2 separate regions of the Mus musculus genome follow, and region 2 is linked to region 1. A link is a contact called in public Hi-C data. All regions are on one chromosome and are shown on one strand. Each heading gives the region's core, a stretch centred on a gene start, on an enhancer-like site or on the middle of the called end of the contact. The rest is flanking DNA. Distances are from core to core; before and after follow the strand shown. Region 1 overlaps Dot1l (DOT1-like, histone H3 methyltransferase (S. cerevisiae)). Region 2 overlaps Gng7 (guanine nucleotide binding protein (G protein), gamma 7).

Region 1 (6,169 bases), core at 2,195-4,694:
GGGGTCTGAGGTACACACTGGGAGAGGGCATATCTGCTAAGGAGCCTTCAGCCAGGTGCGACTTCTGGAACCTAGGGGCAGGCTTAGGCCAGGAAACTTAAAAGGTCCAGTCAGAAATAGACCTTTATGGTGAGTTGTCAGAGCCAAGTGCCAGGAGTGATATGTAGGGAACTGGCTCTGTGCATTGCTGTGAGTCGTTTTCTGTTTGTGGTCTTTGGGATAAACTCAGTAAGCATGCTCTTCATCACTGAGGCACACCTTTTGTGTGTGTTTGTTTGGTTTTTCGAGACATTGTTTTTCGGTGTAGCCCTGGCTATCCTGGAACTCAAGCTATAGACAGGCTGGCTTCAATTCAGAGATCCATCTGCCTCTGCCTCCCAAATGCTGAATTAAAGGTGTGTGACACTAGTGCCTGGCAACCTTTTGGGTTTTTAATTCAGAATCTTAGCATGGAGTTCAGGCTGGCCTTGAACTGACAGTGTTCCTCCTGCCCCAGCCTCCCCAGTTTTGGATGCCAGACAGGTGTGCTGTTAGCTGCTGTTGAGTATAATGGGTTATGTCTACTCTTGTCCCCAGTGGAAGGGCACTACACAGCCCATGAAGCTGAATACTCGGCCGTCCAATGGACTTCTGCGGCACATCCTGCAGCAGGTATATAACCACTCTGTCACTGACCCGGAGAAGCTTAACAACTACGAGCCCTTCTCCCCTGAGGTGTATGGGGAGACCTCCTTTGACCTGGTGGCCCAGATGATTGATGAGATCAAGATGACAGAGGATGACCTGTTTGTCGACCTGGGCAGTGGTGAGTGTCTTGCAGCATGGTCTTTGAGCCGACCTTGAGTCCCAAAAAAAGTCAAGGCTGCCCATGAGTCCCAAAAGGGTCTTTTCACAGAGGACACTGGCTGAGCGAGGCTCCTGCTGCCACCTCCCTGCTCAGCCTTCTCCCAGAGCCCTCTGCCCTGGGCCTCCTTTCACCCTTGCTCCAGCTTTTGACCTAGTGGCTCTTGGGTTGTGGCTGCTTAACCAGAATCGTATTCCTGAGGTGTCTGGTCATGGCTCTGTGCTACTATACACTTGGTTCAGACACTGACACATGCACACAGACAGACAGTCACATATACAGACAGCAGTGTTGCTGGACTGCCTGCATGGTTGTGGTTCACTCGACTGACACTTTTCTTGGGGCATGTCTTAGGGTTTATTGCTTCCATGAAATCCCATGACCAAAAGCAAGCTGGGAAGGAATGGGTTTCTTGGCTTACACTTCCAAATCAGAGTACTGAAGGAAGTCAGGACAGGAACCCAAATGGGGCAGGAACCTGGAGGCAGCTCCTGCAGCTGATTGATGTGGAGGTCATGGAGGGTATTACTTACTGGCTTGCTCCCTATGGCATTCTCAGTCAGCTTTCTGTCTTTATGCCTTCCTTCCTCCCTTCCCTCCCTCCCTCTCTTGGTTTATCAGGATAGGTTTTTTTTCTGGGTAGCCTTGGCTGTCCTGAAACCCTGTTTGTAGACCAGGCTGGCTTCAAACTCACAGAGATCCACCTGCCTTGGCCTCTGAGTGCTGGGACTAAAGATGTGCACCACCACACTCAGCCTGCAGCCTATAGAACCCAGGACCACCACAATGTTCTGGGTCCTTCCCTATCAGTCACTAATTAAGACACAGACAGATCTTATGGAGGCATTTTCTGAATTGAGGTTCCTTCTTTCCAGATAACTGTAGCTTGTGTCAAGTTGACATAAAACTGTCAAGTACAGGCCATCTCTCCTGTGCCTGATGGAGCAGGATGTGGAGGCTGGAAAAGACATAGTTGTTGTCTCCAGCTCTTTTAAAAGCTGCTAATCCAGCTGCGAGGGTTGAGCCTCCTGGGTCCCTAACTTTTGAGAGTCTATCCTGAGGCACTGTGACTTAGAGGCTCACTCGACTGACACTGTGTAGGGGATGCCTTCCAGCCAGGCCCTGCATCTCCTATGATACTTGTGTGTCAGATGTGGCTTTTCTAGCCTGTGGGTTCTAGCAGCATGCTATTTATTACTGAAAACATTGTGCCCAGGACAGTCAGGTGGCCCGTGCCTGAAATGTGGAATTGGTCTGTAAGCAGGAGTGGTGGGGGGGTGTGGTGGTGTTCAGCCTTCTCAGAGCCTCGACCCTTGACCTAGCTTCTCTGCTTGGGGCCAACAGGTGCCAGTCACCAACTCTTGCAGCCTCTGGGGTTTCCCATCCCTGAGCAGACATGTTAGGTCAGGGTACCTGCTGACCTCAGTAGTTACAGCTGTCCAGGAGATGACTCAGGTGAAGAAGGGTCTTTCTGAGGGCCATCTCCATGTGGGAACAGCCAGGCCCTGCCAAACTGCTGAGGGTTACAGTTTCACACATAGCACTGTGGGTCCTAGAGTGGCACAGGCATCCTCTGGTGAGAGGTCTGTGCCTTTGAATGGCTTTCTTTCTGACACCAAGGGACATTGTCATGTGGCTGAGGCCACTGGGTCTCTGTGGAGGTCACACAGACTCTGACGTATGTCTCTCTGGCTGAAGGTGTGGGGCAGGTTGTCCTTCAGGTTGCTGCGGCCACCAACTGCAAACATCACTACGGAGTGGAGAAAGCGGACATCCCAGCCAAGTACGCAGAGGTGAGCAGTCACATGTGCTTGCTGCTTAGGGCTTCTCTGTCTGGGCACATCTTCCAGGCCAAGAGCGTCTGTGTTTGTGATACCCAGTATTTCTAAGAGTACCTGTGTGTTCCTGGTGGCCTCTGCAGCATGAGCACACCGTGTAGTCCTGGTGGGAATGGCTGCCTCCTCAGGAGAGAGGATGAGCTCCTATGAATTGTTAGGGCACATTCCTGTGGATGTGTTCCCCACCCCCAGCCCCTGTTCCACCCAGGATGGGGTTCAGCCTTGCTGGGGCTGGAGAGGATGATCTTGGGGCTCTGTTGAAGGGTTGGGAACCTTGTGACTCTACCATGGCCTCTGATTGCACACCCCCCAACTTCCCTTCCTTCTCCGTGTGCACCACAGCAGGGTCGCTGTAGATAGGTACCATTATCTTGTTCAGTGTCATCTTGCAGAGCCTGTGGACCTTCCACTGCCTTGGCCTCCCTGAGTTTGTAACAGATTGTATGCCTTTTTTCCCCTCAGACCATGGACCGAGAGTTCAGGAAGTGGATGAAATGGTATGGAAAAAAGCATGCAGAATACACAGTGAGTGCCATCGCTCCATGCCCTCGGCCTCTGTCCCAGCCCAGCCCCTTCCCTTTCTCTCTCAACCACTGTCAGTTTTGCCCAGTGACCGTATATGGTCTTCTGTGGCCATGGCCCTCTGTGACAGCAAGTGCAGTCTTTGGAGCAGGCTGTAGAGCCTTAACGGAGTCCTGTTCTTCCCTGCTTTCCCGGCCTGGGCACCCATCCTTAGCACATGCTGACCTTGGACCTTGGTGGCAGATGCTTAGCTTGGTAGAGCCAAAACCCACAAACTGGGCAGACACACTTCTGCTGAGCTGTACCCCAGTGTAGCCTGTGGCATTAAGGGTGTAAGAGTTAAGACCATTGGGATGCAGAGATCTGGCTAGGCCATCTTGTGGGCCAGCTGGGAGGGGCAACCTGCAGTGACTTTCTGTGCCTTCCTCATGCACTTTAACGGTGATGACGTCTTGTGCTTTTGCTGGGGGCCTGTTAGCTCCACAACCACAGAGGAATTGTTGGTCATTGCCACAGCTTTCAGGAAGACCCTGCCAGTCCTGAGTGGCTTCCTGGTCACTTTTTCCTCCTCAGCTTGTCATTGTTAAATGACCTGGCCCATGTGGTTGAAGTCCACAATGTGGCTGGCAGCTGTTAGTCATGTTGGCTGTTGGTTCCTCATGGGCCTCAGGCTTATGGCTGGGAGAAGGACTAAGGGAAAGAATGGTTCTTGAGGCCTTGGTGACTGTAACACACACACTGGCAGCAGAAATAGAGAGTGACTGTGGGCCTCTGCTTGTGTCCACTCTGGCTTCCTATGGTACCTTTAGTGACTGCCAGCCTTTTCCAGAAGGCTGTGTAGGCGCCTGCCTGACCTGTCAGCACCTGCCTGGCCTGCACAGTGCTACGGCTTTGATGCTGTGTCTGCTTGGCAAGCTGTGAGCCCTGCCTTCTGCTAATCAGAAGCAGGCAGGAGAAAAACCAGGGGAGCCTAAAAATAGCCCAGAACTGCCTCATGCCAGAGATACTGCCACCCACCATGCAAGCCTTACTGTGCTTCAGCCTGCTTCTCTGCTCAGCTACTCCCTCTAGTGGCTGAATGGAGCCTGGCTCTTTCCCAGCCCACACCAGCTTCCAGGCTCCTTTTGGGGCTCCTCTCTCCCATCCTCCAAGTGCCCTAATCCAGTTTGGGACAGACATTGGGCCATACTCATCTCTGCTGACTGTACCTCTTCACATTCTTGGGCTTGGTGATGTCAGGTGACTTCCTATCACCCTTGAAGCCACAGTTGTACAGTATGTGATTAGTTCCTCTCAGAGTTGCCTCTGGGTTGTGACTACTGACCCTGGAGGATAGTGGAGTAGCCCGTGACTCCTGGGATGCTGGCCTTAGCTTGCCTAGGCATCCCCATCATAGGAGTTGGGTGTGCCAAAGTGTCCCATGGGGCAAAGTGTCCTGCTGAGGCATTCCCGTAGGGAGTGTGCCTGGGACTGTATCTGGATCTTAGCACCTCCCTTCTTGTGTGCTCCCGGCTGAGTGGATGGGTTCTTGGAGTTGCTGAATCTGTGTCCGGCATGGTGACTTGGGTCTCATTCACTGTAACCTTTTCTGGCCTTTCCCAGGCTTCTGTGGGGCTCATGTCATTCTTCTCCACTCATTTCAGAGATGCTGACTTGCTGCATGCTCCCCCCACCCCCACTTGCCTTTTCTGTGCTGGTGGCTATGTGTATGATACTTCCTTGGGAAACATGTTTTCCAGATAGGGAACCAAGTGACCAGCTTGGTGAACTCTTTAAGTTTTTTGGGGGTTACTTACAGGAGTGTGGGTGAGGGTTTACTTAGAGGAACAGAAATGACAGCTGCATCATCAAGGCTCTTCCCAGCATGGGTGACAGTCTGAAAGCTGGGAACCTGGAGTGTACTGCACAGCCTCCAGGCAGTGTGAGGCTGGAGAGTGTATTTTCCAGGTGGCTCAGGTCTGAGCCTCTCCCTGGTAGCTCAGCAGCTTGGCTGGTGTGACAGTGTCTCTTAGTGACCCTTCTTGCTTTATATGAAGGAGGGGAGGCCTAGTGCCTGTGCTTTGTTTCAAGGATTTCTTGACTAGAGAGGCTTCCCTGCAGGACAGTTTGTGTCCCTGGCCAGATGGCCGGAATTTGAGAGTTCCTGGCCACAGATTAGCTGTCTTCCTTGCCTGGCTTGCCAGGACAGCACTGGGCTCTGCAGGGGGAGGAATTCTGGTTCCACACTTGACACGGCTGCAGGGTGAGGACCGTTCTGGACAGTGGGCTCCAGAGGCTATAGCAGGCACACATCAGATTCCTGGAGTGGAGTCAGCCCACTGTCATTCCTATAGCTGCAGGGCCAGGACCCAGCCGTCAGCCACAGGCAAGGCCCACAGAGGAGCCAGGGAGACCATCAGGGCATGTAGAACTCTCCCTAGAAATCTCAAAGCACACTGGTAGGGTGTTCTTATCCAGAAATTCTGAAACACAAGACCCAAGGTGTAAGTGGACACACAGCAGTGTCCATCAGCTCAGGCTGTGCTGTAAAAATGGGGCAGGGCCTTGGTTTCTGACTCCAGTGGTTTAGATTAGAAGCCTCCACCTGTTGGGAAGTTGGAGTCCCAGAGAACAGATCCCCTAGGGCCCAGAGATTGCCCTGAATTTGGGGGACTTGACTTAAGCCCCCTTCCCTAGGTCTTGAATATTCTATACAACAGAGCAAAGAAGATTCCGAAGGTCATTGAGGGGTGAAGAAGTGGGCTGGGCCGGGACTGTGCTCAGAGGCTGTGCAGCTATCCCCGGGCAGGTTCAGCCTTGTCCTAGCAGGGTGGGAAGTGGCTCTGAACCTGTAGCTCTGTGAGTAGTACCCCATCACTCCACAGCACGTGGGGTGCCCATTGTGGGCTGCTGCCATGACTCATGCATGGTTAACATTCCTGTCTCCCCTCAAATCCTGATACTCATAAATCTACTTGTGGTCAGT
Region 2 (6,951 bases), core at 3,325-5,824, 220 kb after region 1:
GGACTTCAAGGACACGAAGCTCAGCAGCAGGAGCCGGACACACCTGGGATCCACTCCCAGGACATCCCGGGAGTCCTCAGACTCAGGGACAAGACGCGGGAGAAGACGGAGTAGTGTGAGATGAGGACGGAGCTTCGGTGCTGGGAAATGGAACGTTCCAGAGAGAACCCTGGGAGCAGACACATCCTTATGGATAAGCTTTGAGCTCCTGAGCTAAGACACGGTGTGCATGAGACATTTTATGTTTTGTGTGTATTATCATGGATTTAAAGAGAGAAACGTTGGGCTGGAGAGATACCTCAGAGATGGTTCAGAGGTTAAGAGCTACTCTTACAGAGGTCCTGAGTTCATTTCCTAGCAACCACCTATAATGAGATCTGGTGCCCTCTTCTGGCCTACAGACATATATGCAGGCAGACCGTTGTATACAATCATAAATAAATCAATCTAAAAACAATTTAAGAAGAGAAATATGAAACCCTGTGGTGCTGACACATACCTTTAATCCCACCATTTGGGAGGCAAAGGCAGGTGGATTTCTGTGAGTTCCAAGCTAGCCTGCTCTAGAGCTATTTCAGGATAGCCAGGGCTACACAAAGAAACTCTGTCTTGAAAAAAAAAAGAGAGAGAGAGAGAGAGAGAGAAACATGGATCCTGGTTGCTGATTAAGCACCCCACATGCCTCACCTTAGCACATTAGCCAGCAAGCTTAGCCAACACCTGTGAGTTCAAGGTGACTCGATGTTCCCACAGGTCAGGGCTAAGGGAGGGCACGTTCTGTCCCCAGTAATCTGAGGATCTAGGACAAGGATCTTTAACCACGCTGAGCCTTCACTTCCTTCAGCCAGGAATGTTAGGTTTCTCTAACATTCCTCTAACATAGAATCCTCTATGGCTCCCTCTGCCCAATCAGGACCAGAATATTAATTTCACTTTCTCTAGGAAAGTCACCGGGGTCTGACCCAGGTTGACTCCTCCTACCAGGGGACTCCAGAAGGACTTCTAGGGACGCTGTGGCTGACACACTGATGGAGCTGCTCAGCAGCCTGCAGGGTCCAAGACATCCTACCCTTGATACTAAGTGGGTCCCACACATGAGGCACAACCAGGAGTCACCGTGCCACCTGGTCTGAGCAAAGCCAGAGCCTCTGACTTCAAGGCCCCATGTTCACCACTACCCTACCCTGTCCTCTGTCCCTCCTGCTGTTGCTGGGCTCCTGGGCTCCAGGGTTGCTGGGCTCCTGGGTTGTGGGGACTGTGTGCTCAGCACAGTCCTGATTCAGCACAATGTGTCAGAGTGATGGGGACAGCATGTGGCATACCAGGAGGCTCACAGCTGACTCAGCCAGGGAAGCCTCATGAAATCTTTACCTCTTCTTGTGGTGTGGCAGGCATGCTGCCCAGGGGCTCCATCCACTGTCCTTAACACAGCAGGCTTGCTCCTGTCCAAGCCTCTCTCCTTCACCTCAGCTGGCAACTTCAAGTTGCTCCTTGAGACAGGGTCTCAGCGAGCCTAGGGCTCATCTGTTAAGCTGGGCTGTTTGGCCAGGATCCCAGGAATCCTCCTGCCTCCACCTTTCCTGGCTGGGACCACCATAGGTTCTAGCTGCAGCCAACTTTTTACATTCATGCTGGAGATTTGAACTCACGTCTTCATACTAGCCCAGCCAGCAAAGACTCCACACACTGAGCCACTTCCTCATTCCCAGCTCGTAATGAGAATTCCTCTTTCATGGATAACTTGGAATAAAGATCAGGCACCTGGGGGACAGAGGCCCAGCACATATATAGCCCCCAACATACACAAGCGCATGCGCACACACACCTGCACGCAGGCACACACACACACACACACACACACACACACACACACGCATGCACACACACTGGGATGGAGCAGACACCTATGCAGGCTGCAGGCTGGGCTGTCTGTGCTCAGGTGCCTGGAGTATAGGTGTCCCTGAGCCATGGGCAATGAGGGGAAGGTAAGAGGTTGGTGGCACATCAGGATGGATGCAACCAGGTGTGTTATCCAGGTGGGGACCCAGCAGCTGCTGTGAACTAAACCCAAGAGGCAGTAATGTAAGAAACCCAAGCTGGGGTTCCTGGCTTGGGAAATAAATGCCTGAGGGGGCCTGGATTCTCTGGATCTCGATTTTCAAATGGTAAATTGGGTGCATGGGCTTTCAAGGAGTGAGCTGCTTGCAGGGGCTCAGAAGGAGACCAGAGGGCATTGTAGAAAATAAGGACAAAAGCCCTGCCTGCTTTTGCAGAGGTTCCCACATGGCTACTCACAACTACCTATGACTCCAACTCCAGGGGACCCGATGACGCCCCTTCTGGCCTCTGTCTGTGCTGCACACCCCCTCCCCCACACAAATAAGGATAATCTTAAATCAAGGCAAGGGTCCAGCTCTGCAGACACTGGCGTGGACCTGGGGTGTTGTGGGATGCCTTCCACCCACTGCAGGTGAGCTGTATCTAGCCTCTGCTGACTCCCCTGTGTCTCCACCACCCCTGACACATCATCGTACATGACTGTCACCCCCATGTGCACTGAGTCAACAGAGGCTGGGGCCCAGCAAATCCAAGAATGACCTATTCCTGCATCAGCACCACTCTGGGGGAAGCTGATGCTTCAGGTGGTTGCTTAGCAACAGCATCCACTGCAGAGGAAACTTCTAGCTCTTTCTGTGCAGATTTCTCTGGATCTCGATTTTCAAATGGTAAATTGGGTGCATGGCGTTTCAAGGAGTGAGCTGCTTGCCGGGGCTTGGAAGGGGACCAGAGGGCATTGTAGAAAATAAAGACAGTGATCCTGAGATGGGGGTGCAGCTCAGTCAGTGGGGTGCTTGTAGCTTGGTTGGTGGGGTACTTGTAGCTCAGTTGCCTGGCATTCATGAAGCCCTGGGCTCTGTCCCTAGCATGTGGTGGTACACACGTGTCACAGAGCACTCAGGAGGTGCAGACAGGAGGATCAAGAGCCCCGATGTCGTCATTAGCCACATAAAGAGTATCTGAAGCTTGCCTAGGCTATAGGAAACGGAGTCTCAAACAACACAGACGCTTCTTCTTCCATGGTCAGCGGCACTGTGGATGCTTGGGGCTGGGTCATTCTTGGTCAGGGTCTGTGTCCCTGCAATAGTCTCCACCAATTCTGATGGGCAAAAGGGATAGCTTGTCCTCAGCACAGATGTCCTGGCTTAGGGGTTCCCAGGGACCCTGGAGACTCTGTGCCACCCAACCACCTGCTCCCACTGAGGTCCTGCTCACATGGAAACCCACACACTAAGCCACGAGAGAAAAGAGGGTCAGTCCCCTGTCCCGGTGACATATTCTACTCCAGTAAATGTTTAAGTGTCCCAGCCGGGCAGTGGTGGTGCACGCCTTTAATCCCAGCACTTGGGAGGCAGAGGCAGGCGGATTTCTGAGTTCGAGGCCAGCCTGGTCTACAAAGTGAGTTCCAGGACAGCCAGGTCTACACAGAGAAACCCTGTCTCAAAAAGTAAAAAAAAAACAAAAAAAAAACCAACAACAAACAAACAAAAACAAACAAACAAAAAAAAGCATCAGTGTCCCCAGGTGCTGGAGACACTACTCAAAGTTGTCCTCTGTAGGGTGTCCTTGACCCTACAGAACACAACAGCTTCTACAGTCTCCACCCCCATGCCAGAAGCACTCCCAGAGTGACAGCTGCACATGTCCCTAGATGTCACCTAGGATCCCCTGAAGCGTGGGGTAGGATCACACTAACACATCTTGTTTCTCAGAGTAAATGTCACACTCGAAGTCCTCAATGCTCTGAGAAGTTTCTGGACTTCTGAGCTGCAGACTGTGCAAGGAGAAGCCTCTAGGTCACATCAGGGGACACTCCTGCTGAGACACAATGTGAACACACTGTGACAAAGCACTGGGCATGTTTGGTGTTCTGGCAGCTGCTATGACCTTGTGAGCCAAGCACCACAGACCTGTATCTCTGTGGTGTGTTCCCAGGACAGCCTGTCCACAGAGGCCCAATAACAGCACAATTTTAACACACCTGGAACAGACCCGGAGGGTGAGCAGCCAAGGGCGTGTGTGTGTGTGTGGAAGCCAGAGATTGAGCCACCTGCACAAGGGCGGTTCCTGACAAAAGGCACCAGTCATGTTCCCAGCAAAAATGTCCCCAAATTGCAAGAAAAATGGGAACTTGAAGAAACACCTTGTACTGGGGCTGCTCCGGGGCTCCGAGCTCACGTGGATCCCCCGAGCGTCAAGGTTTTATGGAGAAGGGTTCCCGAGCGGCTCTGTGGCCATGCTATTTTCTCCTGACATCCCTGGGTCTGCAGGGTGCTGAGCTGACTGTGTCCGCTGACTTTGTGACAGGAGCTTCCCACCCACATCCTGCCACATGTTCTCGAGCTTCGTTTTGTCCATGGGGTTGGGGGGCATGGAGTGGTGATTGTCACCCCAGGATCGTGGACGGCGGAGTCAGCCTCCACTTTTCCTTTTCCAAGCTTTGTATGAGATACACAACCCATTGACGCCTCCCCTGTGTGCTGCGGTGCAGAAACGCACGGATCTCTCCTGCCCCCTAGTGGTCACACGTGGTAACAGCAGACATTGTTTGCTATCCCGGCCAAACTTGCACAAAATGATGAGGGAGATGGCTCAGCAATAAATACACTGGTCATCAAGCCAGAAGACCTGAGTTCGACTCCCCATCGGGAAAGGAGAGGCCAGGCTCCTACAAATTGTCCCGTAAATTTCCATACATGCTTCAGGACATGCGCACGTGCCCACATAAATACATGTAGTAATTTTTTAAAGTGCCGACACTGGAATGAACTAACAGCTCAGTGGTTAGAGCACCAGCTACTCTCACAGTGTATCTTGGTTAGTTCCCAGTAACCACATGACAGCTCACAAACACCCATAAATCCAGTTCCAGGGGACCAGGCACCCTTACTCAGACACAAATGTAGGCAAAACAGCAATGCACATAAAATTAAAATAAAAAAATTAAAGATCCTGGGTGTGGTTGTGCACACCTTAATCCCAGCACTCAGGAGGCAGAAGCAGGAAGATCTCTGAATTGAGAGACCAGCCTTGACTATAGAGCAAGTTCCAGGACAGCCAGGACTACATAGAAACCCTGTCTCAAAAAAATCAAAAAGGCCAGGCAAAGGTGGTGCACGCCTTTAATCCCAGCACTTGGGAGGCAGAGGCAGGCAGATTTCTGAGTTCGAGGCCAGGCTGGTCTACAGAGTGAGTTCCAGGACAGCCAGGGCTACACAGAGAAACCCTGTCTTGAAAAACAAACTCAAAATACCAAACCAAAACAAAACAAAAAAAGACAAAGAAAGAATAAAAAATTCAGGAGTTATCTTTCAGCCCACTCTGTGTGGAGCTCCTGAAAGAAAGACTGCTTCTTCTGCAACAGAAAAGTCTTCATATCAGGAGCTCCTTGGTAGGTCCCCAAGGTCAGGGACTCAGCCCTGGAGGCTTCTCTGTGGGGCACACTGAACCCTAAGTGACACCCACAGCCTCATGTCCGCCCCACATCGGGGCTTCTCCATCATGCCTGCCACGATGTGCCCTGATGTCACACGGGGTACCCTGACAATATAAAAGCCAAATTTAATGTTTTGTTTTTTGAGATAAGAGCTCACTGGGTAGGCCAGGCTAGCCTCAAACTCACAGAAATCCTCCTGCCTCTGCCTCCCAGGTGCTGGGACTAAAGGCATGCGCCACCATGCTGAGCTGACCTTTTAAATTTTCCTTTATTTTTTAGAGAGAAAGGTGGCCCAGGTTGGTCTCAGATTCCAATTCACTTTGAAGCTGCGGATGACCTTGAACTCCAGATCCTCCTGCTTCCACTTCCGGGTGTTGGGAGACAAGAGCGCGTGACTGCACCCAATCCCAAGCCCTTGTGTGGTTATGTTCTGGTGGGGTGAGTCGCACAATCAAGTAGTGCAGACGTGGCTTCTAATATACTCTTAACATTTGGACAGACATACAGACGAAAGTATTCTTATACTTTTTTATATCTTCAATGAAATGTGTGTCCCTACATATGTGTGCAGTATCCGAAGCACCCAGAAGGGGTCGTCCTGTTTCCTCCGGAGCTGGAGTCATAGAGTTGGGAGCCCATGTGTGGGTGCTGGGACTTGAACCTGGGCTCTCTATGGGAACAGCTAGTGCTGTAGCCACTGAGCCATTTCTTATGCCCCATGGTGGGCATTTGTTCAATTCCAACACTCAAGGGTCTACCAGAGAGAATTTGTGGCCACAATCAAGGAAGGCTGTGCTGGCACAGGCCCTAGCATTCAAGAGGCAGAGGCAAGAGGGTTTCTGCAAGTTCCAGGCCAGCCTGGACTACATAATGAGACACTTTCTCAAAACAAAACATTAACAGCCCAGGCCTGGCCTCAGTCTGTTGCCAGGTGATCTTCCAACACGACACACTGCCCTCCCTTCTGAACTGAGAGTCCAAACAAATTTTTTCTTTATAATGGCTCCAGCCTTAGGCAGTTTGTAACAGTCACAGGAATCAATTAAGACGATGCAGCTCATACTCGATCCTGAGCCTCAGCAAACCTTTTCCCTTCTAAAGCAGCTGCAGCCTTGGGCACTTTGACACAGGCACAGAAACAGACTAACCTCGCAAGTTTTCAACAGGACTGGTAGTCAAAACGAAACCTTTTCTCCTCAAAGTATCAATCTTGCAGGTTTCCTCACACACCCAGAAAACAAAGCCAAATCTCAAAGGCACATCACGACTGAACACATCCAGCTTTTAGGTCTAAGGAGCCTCAACCCATGAGTTCAGAATATGGGGTGCAGGGAACATGGGATGTGGGAAACGGGGTGCCAAAATAGGTGTGGGAAACGGGATGCGGGCCCAAAGCATCTTGGGGTGGAACCAAGACAGCTAAGAGACTGACTGCATGGCTGTAACCTTTGCACCCT

Evidence for each region. A called contact is a pair of places that touch in the nucleus more often than the background predicts.
Region 2: a Hi-C map of bone marrow-derived macrophages shows a contact between it and region 1, with 34 read pairs. The contact joins two enhancer-like sites. A contact is called at or near these places in 8 of 39 promoter capture datasets (the C10 cell line, the HPC-7 cell line, HPC-7-derived erythroid cells and 5 more), 1 of 15 datasets of contacts at CTCF or cohesin (large pre-B cells), 3 of 484 Hi-C or Micro-C datasets (bone marrow-derived macrophages, cortical neurons and pre-B cells), 4 of 115 datasets of contacts at active chromatin or transcription factors (cardiomyocytes, embryonic stem cells, epiblast stem cells and 1 more) and 3 of 9 other capture datasets (adipose tissue, embryonic stem cells and pancreatic islet).

What each region holds. Positions count from the first base shown.
Region 1 is chr10:80,770,562-80,776,730 of GRCm38.p6, forward strand. It overlaps Dot1l (DOT1-like, histone H3 methyltransferase (S. cerevisiae)), which reads left to right. Exons shown (of 28, transcript NM_199322.2): 5 at 577-805; 6 at 2,543-2,637; 7 at 3,145-3,207. Among named protein-coding and RNA genes, the nearest start is that of Dot1l, 18 kb to the left of the region's middle. RefSeq lists an enhancer at 3,250-4,438. Within about 2 kb of position 3,445, at least 130 of the 459 cell types and tissues checked have an H3K27ac peak or open chromatin away from gene starts, as enhancers often do. A contact at or near this core is called in bone marrow-derived macrophages and cortical neurons, where this site is marked.
Region 2 is chr10:80,990,852-80,997,802 of GRCm38.p6, forward strand. All of the region lies in intron 2 of Gng7 (guanine nucleotide binding protein (G protein), gamma 7), which reads right to left. Among named protein-coding and RNA genes, the nearest start is that of Gng7, 21 kb to the right of the region's middle. Within about 2 kb of position 4,575, at least 23 of the 459 cell types and tissues checked have an H3K27ac peak or open chromatin away from gene starts, as enhancers often do. A contact at or near this core is called in bone marrow-derived macrophages and cortical neurons, where this site is marked.